Regions from separate parts of the Anas platyrhynchos genome. Here region 1 is linked to region 2. The links are chromatin contacts, called in public Hi-C maps. All regions are on one chromosome and are shown on one strand. The core of a region is the stretch at or near the end of the contact, and the rest is flanking DNA. Distances in the headings are between cores, read along the strand shown. Region 1 has its middle 57 kb from the start of INO80D. Region 2 overlaps PARD3B (par-3 family cell polarity regulator beta).

What was found. A called contact is a pair of places that touch in the nucleus more often than the background predicts.
Region 1: a Hi-C map of subcutaneous adipose tissue shows a contact between it and region 2, with 3 times the contacts expected there. The contact joins two enhancer-like sites. A contact is called at or near these places in 2 of 8 Hi-C or Micro-C datasets (skeletal muscle and subcutaneous adipose tissue).

Annotation. Positions count from the first base shown.
Region 1 is chr7:27,138,416-27,145,775 of IASCAAS_PekinDuck_T2T, reverse strand. No RefSeq gene overlaps it. Among named protein-coding and RNA genes, the nearest start is that of INO80D, 57 kb to the left of the region's middle. Within about 2 kb of position 2,350, at least 5 of the 8 cell types and tissues checked have an H3K27ac peak or open chromatin away from gene starts, as enhancers often do. A contact at or near this core is called in subcutaneous adipose tissue, where this site is marked.
Region 2 is chr7:26,706,208-26,713,574 of IASCAAS_PekinDuck_T2T, reverse strand. PARD3B (par-3 family cell polarity regulator beta) reads right to left here. Exons shown (of 23, transcript XM_072041064.1): 3 at 4,323-4,391. Among named protein-coding and RNA genes, the nearest start is that of PARD3B, 82 kb to the right of the region's middle. Within about 2 kb of position 3,849, at least 1 of the 8 cell types and tissues checked has an H3K27ac peak or open chromatin away from gene starts, as enhancers often do. A contact at or near this core is called in subcutaneous adipose tissue, where this site is marked.

The DNA of each region.
Region 1 (7,360 bases), core at 1,101-3,600, 430 kb before region 2:
CTTCCCTTCTCCTGGCATACAGAGAAAACAAAACACAGGCAAGATGTGGGAACCGCACCTGCACAGCCACCAGGTCCCGAGCAACCCGCGGCGGTGCCGGGAGGAGCTGCCCGGGGTGGGCATCGGGGAGGGGGTCAGCGGCGGGGCCGGCCCCGCTAGGGGGAGCTCGGGGCTCACGGGAGACGGGGCTGGGGGACACGGGGCTGGGGGACAGGGCTGGGGGGACAGGGAAATGGGGGCACACAGAGCTGGGGGACACGGGGATGGGGGACACGGAGAGGGCTGTGCAGAGCCGAGGGGCGAGCAGGGCTGCTGCGAGGGCGCCAGGTGCAGAGGTGCGGGAGGAAAGGCAGGGGAAAGGAGGGGGGCTTAGCTAGAGCTCTTGGTTTCTGAATGGGTAATTTAATCAGTGGCATTAAGTCCTCCCAATTATTTCTTGCCGTGGGTACTGCCTATTTATTAATTTTCTTCATATAAATCCATCAAGCTGTTGTCACACAGCAAGTAAACAAAAGCACCCCAGAGTTTTGATGGGACTGCATAAAAGCAAGCAGAGAGGTTAATTACCGCTGTTAATTATTTGCTTTGCAGACTCGGTTGCACACAGCGCTGCCTGGTGCCGGCTGGCGTGGGGGTAACGGTGGTGGCGAGAGGCAGAGACCAGGGCCGGAGGAGCAAAGTTTGGCCTTTAGCCTGTCCGTGCTGGACCAAGGTGGTTTCTGGAGACCTCTGAACACCAGTGATATGACCAGGAGCCGCTTCCTGACCCAGCAGTGTGATTTACTTCATCAGCCCCAGCTTCCTGCCTCATCACAGTGCCGCTGGCAGCCCCGCCGCAGAGGCAGTGAGGGGAGGCAGCCAAAGGGAGGCTGCTGCAGGGAGCAGAAGGTTCAGAGCCTGGAAAACTGTCCCTGGAGGGAGTTGTGAAGGAAGTTTAAACTAATTTAGTGTAACAAAGGAAAGGTTAGGAGGCGGCTTGATCATCATCTCGAAATACTTATTTAGGAGTGAGATTTATGGGGGCGGAGGGCTGTTTAATTTGGAGGACAAAGGCATAACAACACACAATGCCTGAAAGCTGAAGACAGGCAAAAAAAGTGACATCTCCCTTGTTACTGCTTAAGGTTATCTGCTAATGTATTCAGGGACTGTAGAGTCTGCATCCTTCAATATCTTTACATCCAGATTGAAAATCTTCCTAAAAGACATGCCCAGCGTCAGGCAGAAATTATGGACTCATGATTCTGTGGCCTGGTTCTTGTAGGAGTTCATATTAAATGATTTTATTTGATCCTTTGGCCTGAAGATCTATACATCTACGTGCAGTAGCTAGCAGCTGCCACAAAACCTGCTAATTCCATCTGACAGTTTGTAGATGACAGTGATATATTTTGTGTCCATCTCACCCCAAAATGCTGCCCCACTGGGACTGCTCTATTATCGCACACATCAGGGTGCCCCTTTTCCCCTGAATGCATTTCCGTGGTGCACCATTTCTCCAGTTGTCTGCCCAGGGATGCATGAGGACTTGCTGCTGCACTGTTTGATGAAAACGTGTTCTGTGGTCTGGGCTCTGCTGCTTGCTGAGGGCTCTTGCAGTATACAGCATCACCCGCAGAGGCTCTGCTTGTGCTGTTCTCTGGCTACTCCTAAATGTGACCATCACTGAAACAGTAGGAGCCAATACCTGCTCGTCTAGAAAACTTTACAGTCCAGGAGAGGGAGTCCTCTCTTGCCCCCAGGAAATATTCAGGTTTCTGATGCTCATGTCCAAATTTGCCTGATGGGGGCATGCCCCTAAAGCTCTTGGCTGCCAAGTTCTCCTCATTTAAAGTTGCTTCAGGGCTTGAAGTTCCTCTCCTTGGAGTCCTGGAGTTGCTAAGCTGAGTGCTGTGCTAATGCTGGGCTTTGCATTTGATATTTCTTGCCTTTTTATATTCCTCACTATGCTCTGTTGCCCAACCACGCGGTAGTTCCCCGACTGATGTACTTCAGCTGAGCTCTGCTGCCTCGTTCCTCTGTGAGTGCCCCAGCCCACAAACCCAGCTCCTGAGGCTGACCCCGCAGCCGCCTCACACACCCTGCGGTTCTGCTGGGACAGTGTGGTTTAGCCAGGGACATCAGCAAAAGGGCTCTGGTGGAGCTGTGCTCTTGTCATCTCAGCCTGGGGCCCGGGTCTCGTATCTCCCAGCCGCTGGTGGTGAGGTGTTGCTGTCTGTCAGCCCCGCGGTGCTCTGGCACGGAGCGTGTGCCCCGCAAGCCATAGGTAAGAAGATGGCGTCCCTGCGCTAGGCCCTTGGCTGCAGCAGGCTTCCTCGCGGATTCAGGCTTCCAGCATGACTCAGGGTATTGCAGCGTATCCTTAAGATAACATCTTTTGCTTGCCAACACGTAGGCTGCCTGCCAAAGGTGGGGGAGGAGATCTGTTGTGAGTCTTTCGTATGTGCTCATAGTAAATAGATCCGCGCCAAGCTGATTGCACTCGCCTTCCTGTCTCTGTGAGGAACTGAAGGAAGGGAAGAAGCTGTCCCCTGTGGGCTGCCCCCGGCCACTGCCCCACCGCTTGGCTGCCCCTGCCTGCAGCCAGCACAGCACGCACACACGAAGTAATGGGGAGTGGGGTTACCTCAGACCGCAAGACCCCAGGACAGCGTTGGCTTTCCATCTACTGCCTCGCTGCCAGACCATTAACTTCTCCATGTTAAACTCTTGGTACAATGGCCGTATTTTGAAGGCTGCCAGCTGAGCCAACTGTGCTTAGGACAATCATTTCCAGCTGTTCTCTGACAAGATGCTTTCTCAAATGATTTGAAAAAAAAAAATATCAAAGTTGTAAGCACATCCGTGGCAGCCTTTATCTCTGGCAGCAGGGAAAATGAGCGTGGAGGCCATGAGGTGTTTTCTGAAATGGGAGTCTTCTGCTGGTGGTGGGAAGCACAGCCCTGCCTGTGGTGCTGGCTGACATGTCTGGTGCTGGCCTTCTGCAGCTGGGTGAGAAGAGCAGCCCAAAACCCGCCCGGTGAGGCTGTTACCCCAAACCAGCTGTGGGATCTCTTTACACACACCATCTGAGTGTGCTGATGCAGCATCAGGCTGACCCAGTAAGGAGATCTGTTGTGTCAATGAAGGGTTTTTGCTCACACACTTCTCTTTTTCTATGAGTCCTTCCCAGGCTGCAGGATCAGTCCGCCATCACCTCCCATCCCTGCTGGCAGAGGAGGTAACACCAGTTTCTGCCTTGGTGGGAGAAAGCAGCAGCTTTTCCACACAGTGGAGCCACAGGCTGTGCATTGCTGCTGAATGAGCAGGCTAAATTGGTGGCCAGTATAAAAACAAACAAACAAAAAACAACCAACCACCAACAACAAGGGAATAGCAATGAGATTACAGCAGTTTACTTCAGCTGGGGCTCTGTCCCCTCTGTGTCTCTAGGAAAGCTCGGTGAGGTCCAGCAGCTTGCGAAGGAGCTGTGAGGAGTCCTGCCTGCTGCTGGCGCGCCGCTGCGGGAGATGCTGGCAGGCAGGCGAGGCTCTCTGCAGCAACACATTTCTAAATTATTGTGCCAGCAGAAGACAAACACAAGGATTTGGACTTGGTAATACTGAAGAAAATATATGAAGCAATATATTTCTTCATGACTGGCCAGAACACTAAAGGGAAATGCATGGGGGAGCTGGAAGGGGCTCCTTCCTCTGCTCCCCACGTGGGTGGGATGCAGGGCTGCTGGCTGTGGTGTTTGGGATGGGTGTGCAGCTTGGGCACACCTCGCTGTCTGTCTGGGGCCACCCTTCTCCTGCCACCGTGCTGTGGCCACACGCTGGTGGTCACGGGCAGGGACGTGCAGCCTGGCCCCAAGCCGCCAGCAGCTGCAGCAGTAGCAGCGCATTCACACAGGGCATGAGGGAGCTGCCAGCCTTTTCGCAGTGATTCACCCTCCGCTAATGATTTGCTGTGCTATCGGGCGACGCTGAGCACTGCGATATTGCTGCTTATCGTGGCCCAACACACAGGCCGGGAAGCAGTAAGGACTTACTCAGCTGATGCGCAAGGAGCTCAGGGCGCTGTGCTGGCCGACGGCCTCGAGGGCTTGCCGCAGCGTGGCAGCCTCGCCTAGCAGAAGTCGAGTTTCTGGAGAGTAATTTAATGAAGGGTTTGTCATATTTCCGATTACTGGAAAAAGCCTTGATTCCTCTTTGCTGTGTGGTACAGAGACCACCCTTCATTCTGCTAGGCCACAGCGGGGAGTTCAGCTCTGCTCTGCACCCAGACGTCCTTGCCCCTCATGCAGCTGAGGCTGAAGGAGCGGGGCTGGGTGCCACACGGGAGTGGGGTGGGGTGGGAGGGGGCTGTGGAAGGACAGGGCAGCAAGGATCAATTCCCCTGGCTGCTTGCTGGGGGAGTCCGTGTAGCGACTCTGCCAATGATGCTACGTGTGGGATCTGGTCCCTGGCTGGTTCAGTGGCATTAAGAGAATTGCTTTGGCCTAGTGAACAGGGATAAGAGTATTTCAGCCTCCTCCCTGGAAAGTGATGGTGGGGCACCAAGTGTGCAGCCAACTTCAGGTCTAGTCACTTGCCAAGTGAATGCAAATGACAGGTTGTTTTTGTTTAATGGAGCCCATGGTGTCTTGTCCAAAGCTGCTGTCTCTTTCTCTTGGATTTTTTTTTTTCCTCCTTTCTGAATCAGACCTTACAATCAGAGTTTTTTTTTTTTTTTAAGAAACAGAAAGGGTTCTCAAAGCAGGCTGTCAAACTTTAGCTACAGACACATCACCTTTCAAATAAAATGGCCATGGCTGTTCAATAGTGGTTACTCTTTGCATGGCCTTTTTTGCTTAAAGAGCTAAAGGAGGTCTTTTTTTCTATATTTTTTTTCTATTTTTTTCTTTTATTTTCCACAGAATCAGGGCTCTTTCCTAATTAAGTTTTTAGTTGACAGGAAGAGCAGGTTTCTGCTTTGTTTCGCCAAGTGTTTTGATGTATGAACAGAGACGTCGAGCAGGGCGTGTGTTTGCAAAAGCGGCTGATGGGAAAGATCAAAACTGATTTGTTATGTTTTCAGAGAAAGGGGCTCTGCATCACAAAACAGAGCGGGGAGTGACTGAAGGTCCTAGTCCCCAGCAGTATTTTGGAGCTGAAAACAAGGCAGCAAGCTGATGACCAAATTCCTGTTGACTTTGCAGACACCACAATTTTCTACCAGGTGTCTATTACATCCCGGTCTTACCCTGTCCCTGCCCCTGACGTGCCCGGGTCTGTCTAACCCAGCACTGTACTTCCCTTTGTGCTTCTGTTCCCCTTGGCTGGGAAACCAGGGGCTGCTGAGGGCTTTGGGAATGGGCTTTGCTGGGAGCGATGCTAGAGAGGTCTTCAAGCATTTGCAAGCAAGCTGCCAAATCATGTTGACAATAGGCCTGCAAAGCCTTCTTTTGGCTGGAATGAGGCTTGGAAAATGTATTTCCCAAGTGGGAACTTTACTAGTGATGAATCCCTTATTGATGTGGTCAGAGGACATGGCAAACACATGACCCATTACCATGCTCCATCAGCCTGGATCCTTCTAAAATACTTATTTAACCCTCTCTGACACCACCCACAAGCTTCTGCTGCTGAGCAGCGAGGCAGCCAGCATCGTGGCGCAAAATCCCAAATCCCTGTGGGCAGGGGCAGATGGGATATGCCTGGAGGAGAGCTGGGAAAGCAGTGGTGGAGAGCATGGGAACAGGGCAAGGAGCCTCCTGCGCTGTCCCGCAGAGAGCCGAGGGCAGCTGCTCGGCGCGAGGCTGCGCCCGCCGGCCAGGACCAATGCTGCTGGGGCTGTCACCTTGTCCCTGGTGCGTGACTGCTTCTGAAGGCGCTTGGTCCCTCCTGGTCTTTTCCTGACACCCAGTCCTCCATTTGCAGCCTTTGGCCCCTATGGCAAAGCACTGCCTGGGGGGAGTTGTGCCATGGTGTCTGTGCTGGCATGGAGGGACGTGGGATGAGGCCTGCCTGGGCCCCACAGCCAAAACCTGGGCATGCCAACGTGGCCTTGGGGTTCCTCAAGGGCAAAGGCAACACGTGGGGCTCTCTCTGTCCCACCCCACAGTGATGTGAGCACCTTCACGGGCAGGCAGCAGCAGTGACTGGCCAGCATGTTCCTTCCTCGAGCAATGCAGGCTTGTCGCTTGTGGGTCTCCAGCAGCACAACCCTCCTGGGCTGATTGCAATCCACGGCAACACCACTGCTGGGGTTGAAGCAGGTCCTGGGAGACACTTTGGCTGAGGAGCACAGACGTGGGGCTCCTGTCTCTCCATCAGTCACGGTGCCACGTCCTGCATCAGCACGAGCGGGAGCTGCTCTTGGTAAGTTATGAAAATGCTTTTCCACAGTTGGGCCTGGGAAGGATTTAAGGTGTTTTTTTTTTTATTTTATTTTATTTTATTTTATTTTTTATTTTTTTTCCCTCTCTCTCTTTTTTTTTTTTTTTTTTTTCCTTTTTAAACAATAAATAATAACAGCAAAATCCATCTCCTGCCTCTTTCAAAACCAGCTCCTTTTCCTGATGGATAGATAGACATAATGAGATTCTCAAAGTCATAAATCTGCTGTGATTTTATTACCTGCATCTGCTGGGGATGATGTGAAGGGAACTTCATACCGAAAGGAACCTTGAAAGGTTAGAAAGGAACCAGCAGTCTTCACAAAGTCTTCATCTCAGCCAAGGAAACCCGTGCAGAAGAAAGCACTTGAGCTGGATGAAAAGGTGTCAGGGCTGGATGCCGGCAGCGGGGTGCCTGCGGTGAGCGTGAGCTGAAGCTGTCCCCGGTGTGGGCAGGATCTGGTGTGTGGGGATGGCTGGGACCTGTCCCTGCTGGGTGTGCCCGGGGCTGGGGAGGCGTATGGTGGCTGAGGGTGACACGGCCGGGGATGGTCCCCATGTGGCCGGGGAACTGCGGTGCCCAGAGGTGGTGAAAAGGGGCTGGAAGAGTGGTGAGGGTGCAGGTGTCACTGCTGCAGGGTGACGTCTGCAGCGTGATGCAGTGATGCCTTTACGATGTCACAGTGCGATCTGGCAGCTATGTTACTGACAGAAAAAGAGGCTTAAACTTTCCTCTGCATGTCACAGGGGAAGGTAGAGAGGGAGCGCTGCTTGCTGAATGCTGGACAGACTCCCACGCAGAGCAGCCGCTGCTCATGGTGAGACCTCAGCCTTGCTGGGCCAGGGAGGAAATCCAGAAAGCAGAGCTGTGAGTGGGGGGAAGGCAGGCGACATCCTAAAGCTGTGATCATCTAAGAATATTAACTGATCCTGGCTTTGCAACTGCCAAAAAATGATGCTCGAGAAACGTGGCGCCAGGAATCCTGAAGTCACTTCTGT
Region 2 (7,367 bases), core at 2,600-5,099:
GAATATTCTAGAATATTGCTGAAAAATCCTACCATCTATAGACAGAGCCATAAATATTTAACATGTTTACTGCACTGAATACTTGATGCCATTCAAGAAAATAAAATGGAAGAAAACTATTTTTTAGAAGTATAGATTAGTGCTGTTCCAAAAGTATTATTACTGATTTCAAAGCACTTGACCTACCACATCTGAATCATCATCTCCAAAAAAAAAAACTTTAAACAAAAACAATATTTAGAAAAATCTGTTTGGTTTAACTCCTGCTTAAGGTAAATACAGTATGATAATGAAAATCCAGAAAATTATTCAGAAGCCACAGAAGCTAACCCTGGCTTCTTAGGACACAATCAACAGAAACTTTGAACTTAAACTAGATTGTGTTCTTAATTTTACACAAAAACACTTCCAAATTGCTGTAGCAGTAAACAAACTATAGCCAGTTGTTATTCATTCAGATCAGGAGTGAATAACACTCCTAAATACTCCCAGACCTCAAAAGAGCATTACCATAGAGAAACTGTTCAGATGAAGACAATCTATGTGTCCGGATTCATAAATGCTTTCAGCCAAGAGCTGATGAAACCCAGTTGCACACCATCAAGTATCTGTTTCATAAAATCAGAAGGTTCACAGGTCTGCTGCGAAGTCCAGACCCCACACCTCAATGCCCTGATTCCCAGGCAAACAGCTGGACAGGCATGGTGCACAAAACAGCTTGAATTGCCCAGAGAGCTGTGATATTCACACAAAATTAAAAATAGATAAATGCAGAAAAATCCTGATACTCTGGGTTGTATTTCAAGACCATGTTTCTGTGTCTCTCCTCTCCTTGATTTTTAATGCCCATCACTTGAGTATAATGAGACATTTGCTGCTCAATCGTTGATCTGCTCCTGCTGCTTATTCCTCACCTAGTATCTCTGCCTACCATGGCATCGTAATTAGGGCTGTGGGGGTGATTAGGTTTCCAGTCATTAGAGGCAGGATTACAAGTGGGCACAGCCTGGTGTTTCCCCTTAGGCATGCGGAGATAGGGGAGTGCTGGCTTACGTGGATAGACTCTGCTTTACCCTGCACATGCACAAAGCCTTCCACTGTCCACCACACTGCATTTTGAGTCTTGCCTTGGCTACACTCCAGAGTATGGATTAAGTCAAATTTGTTTTTAAGATCACTAGAGAGGGCCAGAAGTTTCAGGTTCACAGGGAAACCCAGCGAGTTTCGGCTTGTTCCATTGTGAAGGCTGAACGCTGCTCTAATTACGCTGTCAAGATGACGATTGTGAACTCCTAATAAACAGAGACCTGTTTTCATGCAAATTTTGCTAGTAATAAAAAGATAGGAAGAAAAATATGTCAGCAGAATTGTTCCTGTAAGCAAAATGTTTTTCAAATGCTTTCATGAGTTGTCAGCAGCTCTAACTAGAAGCAGTTACCGGGGCGAAGCACTGCAGCAGCAGCTGAAAGTTCTCAGTCAGACCTTCTACGTCAGCTGCTGCAGCGGGAAGCACGAGGTGGCAGCTAGGAACAGCCACAAGGCCCGCGTGCCAGCACTGACACAGGAGCAGCACTCACGCATGACTGCCTTTAATCCCATTAAACCGCCTAAATTCTGCGCAGGGTGGTGATGGAGCATTTACCAAACCATCCGGAGAGCACGCATGCCTTCCTCCTGCACCAGCCCCACACCTCCGTGCCCCTGACTTGGCCATGCGCGGCAGCTCCGGATGCAGCCCAGGGGAGCACGGCTGTTCTCGGAGGGCCACCAGGGGCAAGGCTGCTGCAGGAGTCCCATCAGAACGCTGCTGAATTATCCTTCCCAGCCCACAAGCAAAAAAATAACAATAAAGTCAGATGAGACTGGCACAGCATCAGAAAGAAGTAAAATAACTAGGCTCTTAGTTTTCACTTTCTAATGTAACTGGTGGTGTCTAAAACAAAACACAGTATTGCAGAGACTGATGTAATGATAATGCAGTGACAACTTTGCTTTTACCCACAATTAATAACAAACTCTCCTAATTTAGCAAAGACCTTTTCAAAACATTACGCTACGGATCAGTATGTCAAACCCAGCGAGCCTGCAAGTCTCAGGGCTCCTGAATGCTCTATAAGATGGCAGTAAAGAAGGCATTTACCTACTGCACAGGGGTGCTGTGACAATTAATTAATGTTTGTAAAGTGCGCTGAAGCTGAAAATTACTAGATACCATGCTAAATATTAATTACCACGACTACAACATAGTACTGAAATTGTCACGGTGCTCTCGTTGTAAACTCCTCTCACTGAGCAAGCAGAAAAAAGTTCTCAGCACCCCGCTGAGGTTATCACCTTCTCTACAGCCAGACACAAACACGTATGCAGAGCTCCACACGTGTGGCACTTGTAGCCATGCTGTTGTGTATTGTTTTGGGCACACTCATTGCACAAGTGCGCACAGCACACTAGGTTCATTTCTGACAGCAATGACAAGGACAGCCTGTGCATACAAACCATCTGGCCACAGACCCTCATCTGTGTGCTGCTGCAAGCCACCAGCCACTTCAAAAGAGCCCAAAAGCAGTTTTAAGGAGCGTCCAATGGTTATTGTCCCCTACACATGGCACAGCAGCCACTCACTGGTAGTTCTGGATCTCCTCACACTGGTGAGGTACCTCCAACTTTTTAGAGGCACTTAGCTGGCAGTTCAAACCCAGCACAAACTGCTTTATGTCAGTTTCACAGCTTCGTCTTTTCCTTTAGTGACATACCTGCCTCTAAAAAGGACTAAAACAAATACAACAAGTTAAACAGATAGAGAAATTTGTATTGTCAGAGCAGACAACACATTAGAGAAAAGCAGCAAGAGATGCAATTCATGCAGAAATACAGATTCCATGAAAGCGGTGTTATTTTGCAGTCATCTTTTTGGACCATTTGAAACAAAATGATTTCAAGGGGAAGAATAGGAACAGCCCCATTCTGTAGCTGGCACGTGCGTGCATGGGGAATGCAGATGAGGATACTTGACAAATTTGAAAATTCTAATCAATCACATCCATCTAATTATGTCTCTCTCACTGAAGGAAACACCACAACCTGTTTGCTCTCGGCCAACCACAGGCATATGTATGATCAATAACTTGAATGATATGAGGTCAACTCATTCAGCAAAGATACTTCCAGTAAGGTTCAAAGAACCACTTAACTATTCTTGTTAAATAAGTGAACAGCCTATTTTGCTTCCAGCTCAGTCACTGGTTTTTGTATTTTTATTTTTTTATTTTTTAAATAGGAAGAAGATAATAAAACATTAATTGAATGTGTCAGAAGAAGGATGTCACAAGAAGCATATCAATATAGAGAGACATTGCAGCACATGTGCTTTAAAATAATTGCAGGATGCTGGCTCTGCTCCCAAGTAATTATTACATCAGTTATCCTATTCCCTACAGAGTTATGCAAATTTATTTATTTATTTTAAAGATAACCTGCCCTTGGGAAAGTAATTGGTGTGCAGCTAAACATCAGCCGTAGGTTTCTGAAAATAACAATGAGTTTCACTCGATTGCTTTTAAAACATGCGTTTTGCTGTCTTCCATAAACGCGTGGAGCGCTTCAGCAGCTACTCAGAGGAGACAGAAGCAAAGAAGATCCAACTTTACTGACATCCTATAGCTACATTAAACACTTAAAATCTCCTTTAAGTCACTGTCCTACAGGAACACACCAGCCTTCATTTTTACACCATTCTGAATGCCCTGCACTAAAGCAGGAGAACATTCACAAGAAAAAAAAAATCTCAGCTGGAAGCTATACAGCAAGACAAGGCAGCTAGTAGTCTGGTGAAGGGAGGTAATAGCCCACACCCTTCCTTTTTACACAGAGAAGAATTTATCTCCAGCTGGGATTTCTACTGCATATAAGAAGTGTTACACAATCACTACATCTTTTCCTATTAAGGCAAAGAAAACGCTGTGCAGTTTAACTGATTATTGTGAGCACACAGGCTTGTCACTCCCTCTGCAAACCAAAATCCCTGCTCAACATCAGTACGTGTCCAATTAGACATGCACTGTGCCTGCCTTTGCATATGGCTGGCGAGGATCCTTCTCAAAGTCATCTGGTACTGGCAACCAAGAAGCCCAGCGAGAGCCACGCCGAAGGGCCCAAGCTCCCAGCCTTACGACATGCAGCAGCCTCTAGGCAGGTTGCTAGTACTCCATCTCCCAAAAATTAGTAAGAAAAGCTGGTCAGCACACAAAAACCCAGATTATCTGTAGAGCATTATAGTCCCATCAGGATTTCGTTAACGAGAGCCTATGTGCACATGTGGGTACCTGCTGGAGAGTTTTCAGCCTTCTGACAAGCCCGTGATCCTTTTTCTGGAGTGTGAAAGAGACACAGCACTGCAAGAAAAAAAACATTACCTACCTATGACAACTCTGTTGATCCATTCCAAGCGATCTCTGTTCACTTGCCTCTCATGAATACCCTTATAAAAGATGAATTTAACCAAACTAAAACCAGAACAAAATTTTTATGCTTCTAGATAATACTGTTACTAAAAAGGGATCGCACTGCAAGCATCCAAATACCAGAAGCTCAAGCCCAGTAGTCAAAAGTATGGCGTAAGATTTGATATTTAAAAAAACATATGCAATTTAAAAAGTTCTTATTTTTAAATTTTAGGGTGTTTCATCATCAAAGATAGGAAGTCTTCAGGATTCCCACCCAGTTCCTCCCTCCCACAGAAAAGTGTCACAAGAGACAGAAGGAAGTTTTTAACTCAAGGAGTTGCCAGCTCCCAGAACACATTAGTACATATCTCACGATAATTGATGTTATCTTCAAACTGCAGCTGTGGGACATATACTAGGAGATGACATTTCCAGCTTTGATTTGAAGGAAGTTTGTCACATTTTTGGATTCTGTAGAAATGCTTCCAATCCTGAGAGTGCAGCCCATCAACCAGCAAAATTACAAAGCAAGTAAGGACACTTATTTTTCCTTTTTTAAGTATCATTTAAAACCAAGTAAGTCTCATGACCAAGGGAGGGATTCATCACTGAAACCAGAGAACTTCGGTAGGAGTAGATCACGGAACATTTCATGAGGATGGGAGTTGAAACAGAAACGACCATGTACCCACACATGCGCTAGAAAGACTTGCAGCTTTTTTCAGCTCCATAAGAAATACACAGTACAAATAATCACAACCAAAATCAAGCTTGACAGTAGGAGCATACAAAGTAAAAGCTACCTACTAATAAAGTATCATTAACTCTTCCTTTGAGCATCTTCCCTGCTCCAGACAGGGCATTATCACTACATTAATGCAGGAGTACTTATGCAGTACTAAACCACTTTGCTGATCATCTATTTTTATCTCTTTTCTATTATTTCTCTTTCATAATGGAAACAAATAGCCAACGAACAAATTCCAGTTTTCATATTTTCTAGTCCTATTATTTAAAGAAAAACAAGATCAAACACCTCATTTAAATGATACGTTGCATTTCCTTCATCAATACATATTAAAAGACCCACTACTCACTCATAGCAGCATTCTGCACACGTACACTGCCCTACCCCGAAGTCCCCATCAGTATTTCAATCTTTTTGCTTTTTCAGACAATGCAGCAGCCAGCTGTGCTCCTCTAAGATGTCTTGGAAAGCAATCTGACATTGTATCACAAATTTCACTCCAGTGTGCATGAAGCCAGCTTGCAAGAAACTGAAACTTCAGAACACATGGACGGAATAATCACGAGTGTATGAAAACCTACGCTTAATGTTTCTTCTCTCTGAGATAAGTGCCATTTAGGATATCGCTGAAGAAGTGGGGATATATAGCTTTACATAGTCTTCATCTCTTTGTGGCCAAGCACACATCTGCCTCAGTTATGCTGCCTGAAAACAGAGCAGCTGGGGCTTCCGTCTTGCATGCAGTTGCTGCCACCCCAGAGGCTGGTGCTATGCCAGTGCCCTGCTTCCCACATCTGCCCTCAGCAACAACATCGCTGAGTGGCAGCTTAGCATCTCTAAGCTAGCTAAAGCGGACTATACAGCAATGAATCATTCAGCAACTGGGAAAAAAAAAAATAATGCAAGCACAAGAACTCTGCTTTACTATTTGAAAACAGAAACAAAACCAGGAAACATCATTATGGTGTGGATGACAAGTAAATAAGTAGAGCCCCATGGGCCTATTAAGGTAGCTTTTATACTTGAGAATTTTAACAATAGGAAGCTATGCAAAAACAACGTGAGAGAAATTCTGGAAAACTTTTGCCTCAACTAGATTGGGGATTCCCTTCAACATTCAGTGTAACTGAAAGTTGAGGTAATTTAGTTTGTAACCTCTCTTTTAAGCGCAGACAGAAGCCTGTTCATCCTAACTGTGAGGCCCAACAGAAGAGCCTGAGGAAAAAATCCAACGACACTGAAGCCCACTACAACCTAGTAAGCAATCACTTGTCAAAGCCTCTTTACTGTAGAGCTATACCTTTGCAACTTCTGATGACAAACTCCGCAGCTCCAATTATCTGTACTGGTCTGTATGTATTCTCTTTCCTAAACAACATATGAAGAAATTCTATTCAAATTTGCTTTTTTTTTTTTTTTTTTTTGCCATTTTTAACTTAAGAGAATGTCGTTTTGTAGCATTACTAAATACCACTTCCTCTTCTTTTTTCTTTACAAACAACTGAATTGTAATTGCTGGTACAGAGAAAATTGCAGGAGTAGAGGTTTACAGCATGCACTCTTACACCCAGAGGTGAACACGGCATGAACACAAGACAGAGTCAGCACCCACCAATTACAGCTTTCTACTCAGATGAGAGTGCTCATTTATACAGGAAAAAGTACTATAGTGCTTTATTCTTTTTTAAACACTCAGCCCATCTCGTATTTCTTTGATAAGAACTTCCTTATAATACCTCTCCTATGACAGGATGGCATCACAGAACCACCTTCAATAAGGAGGAACGAGAGGTCATAAGCTGAGTCTTAATGATTATGTCAGGCTTTGAAAACTCACTGGCTGAAGTCAGCTACCTGTAACCACACCTGGAAAATTCTCAGAGCTCAGAAGACTGAAGTGCCCCAAGACTACATGGATTTCCACAAACCACTGTTCTCCTTCCCTTAAAAAAAAAAAAACAAACAAATAAATAAATCACACTGTCCATGTTGAAATGCTTAAATATGGAAACTGGTGCTTAACACTTCAGCTAGCAGCATTGTCAGGGTTTGGCTAATCTAAGGAAGACACATAAAATAGCAGCATTAATCCAAATCAATCAAGAGAAATTTAAACACTGAAGGACTGTTGTACAGTGTTGTGATATTTGTAGATAATTAGTATACAGCGATACTGT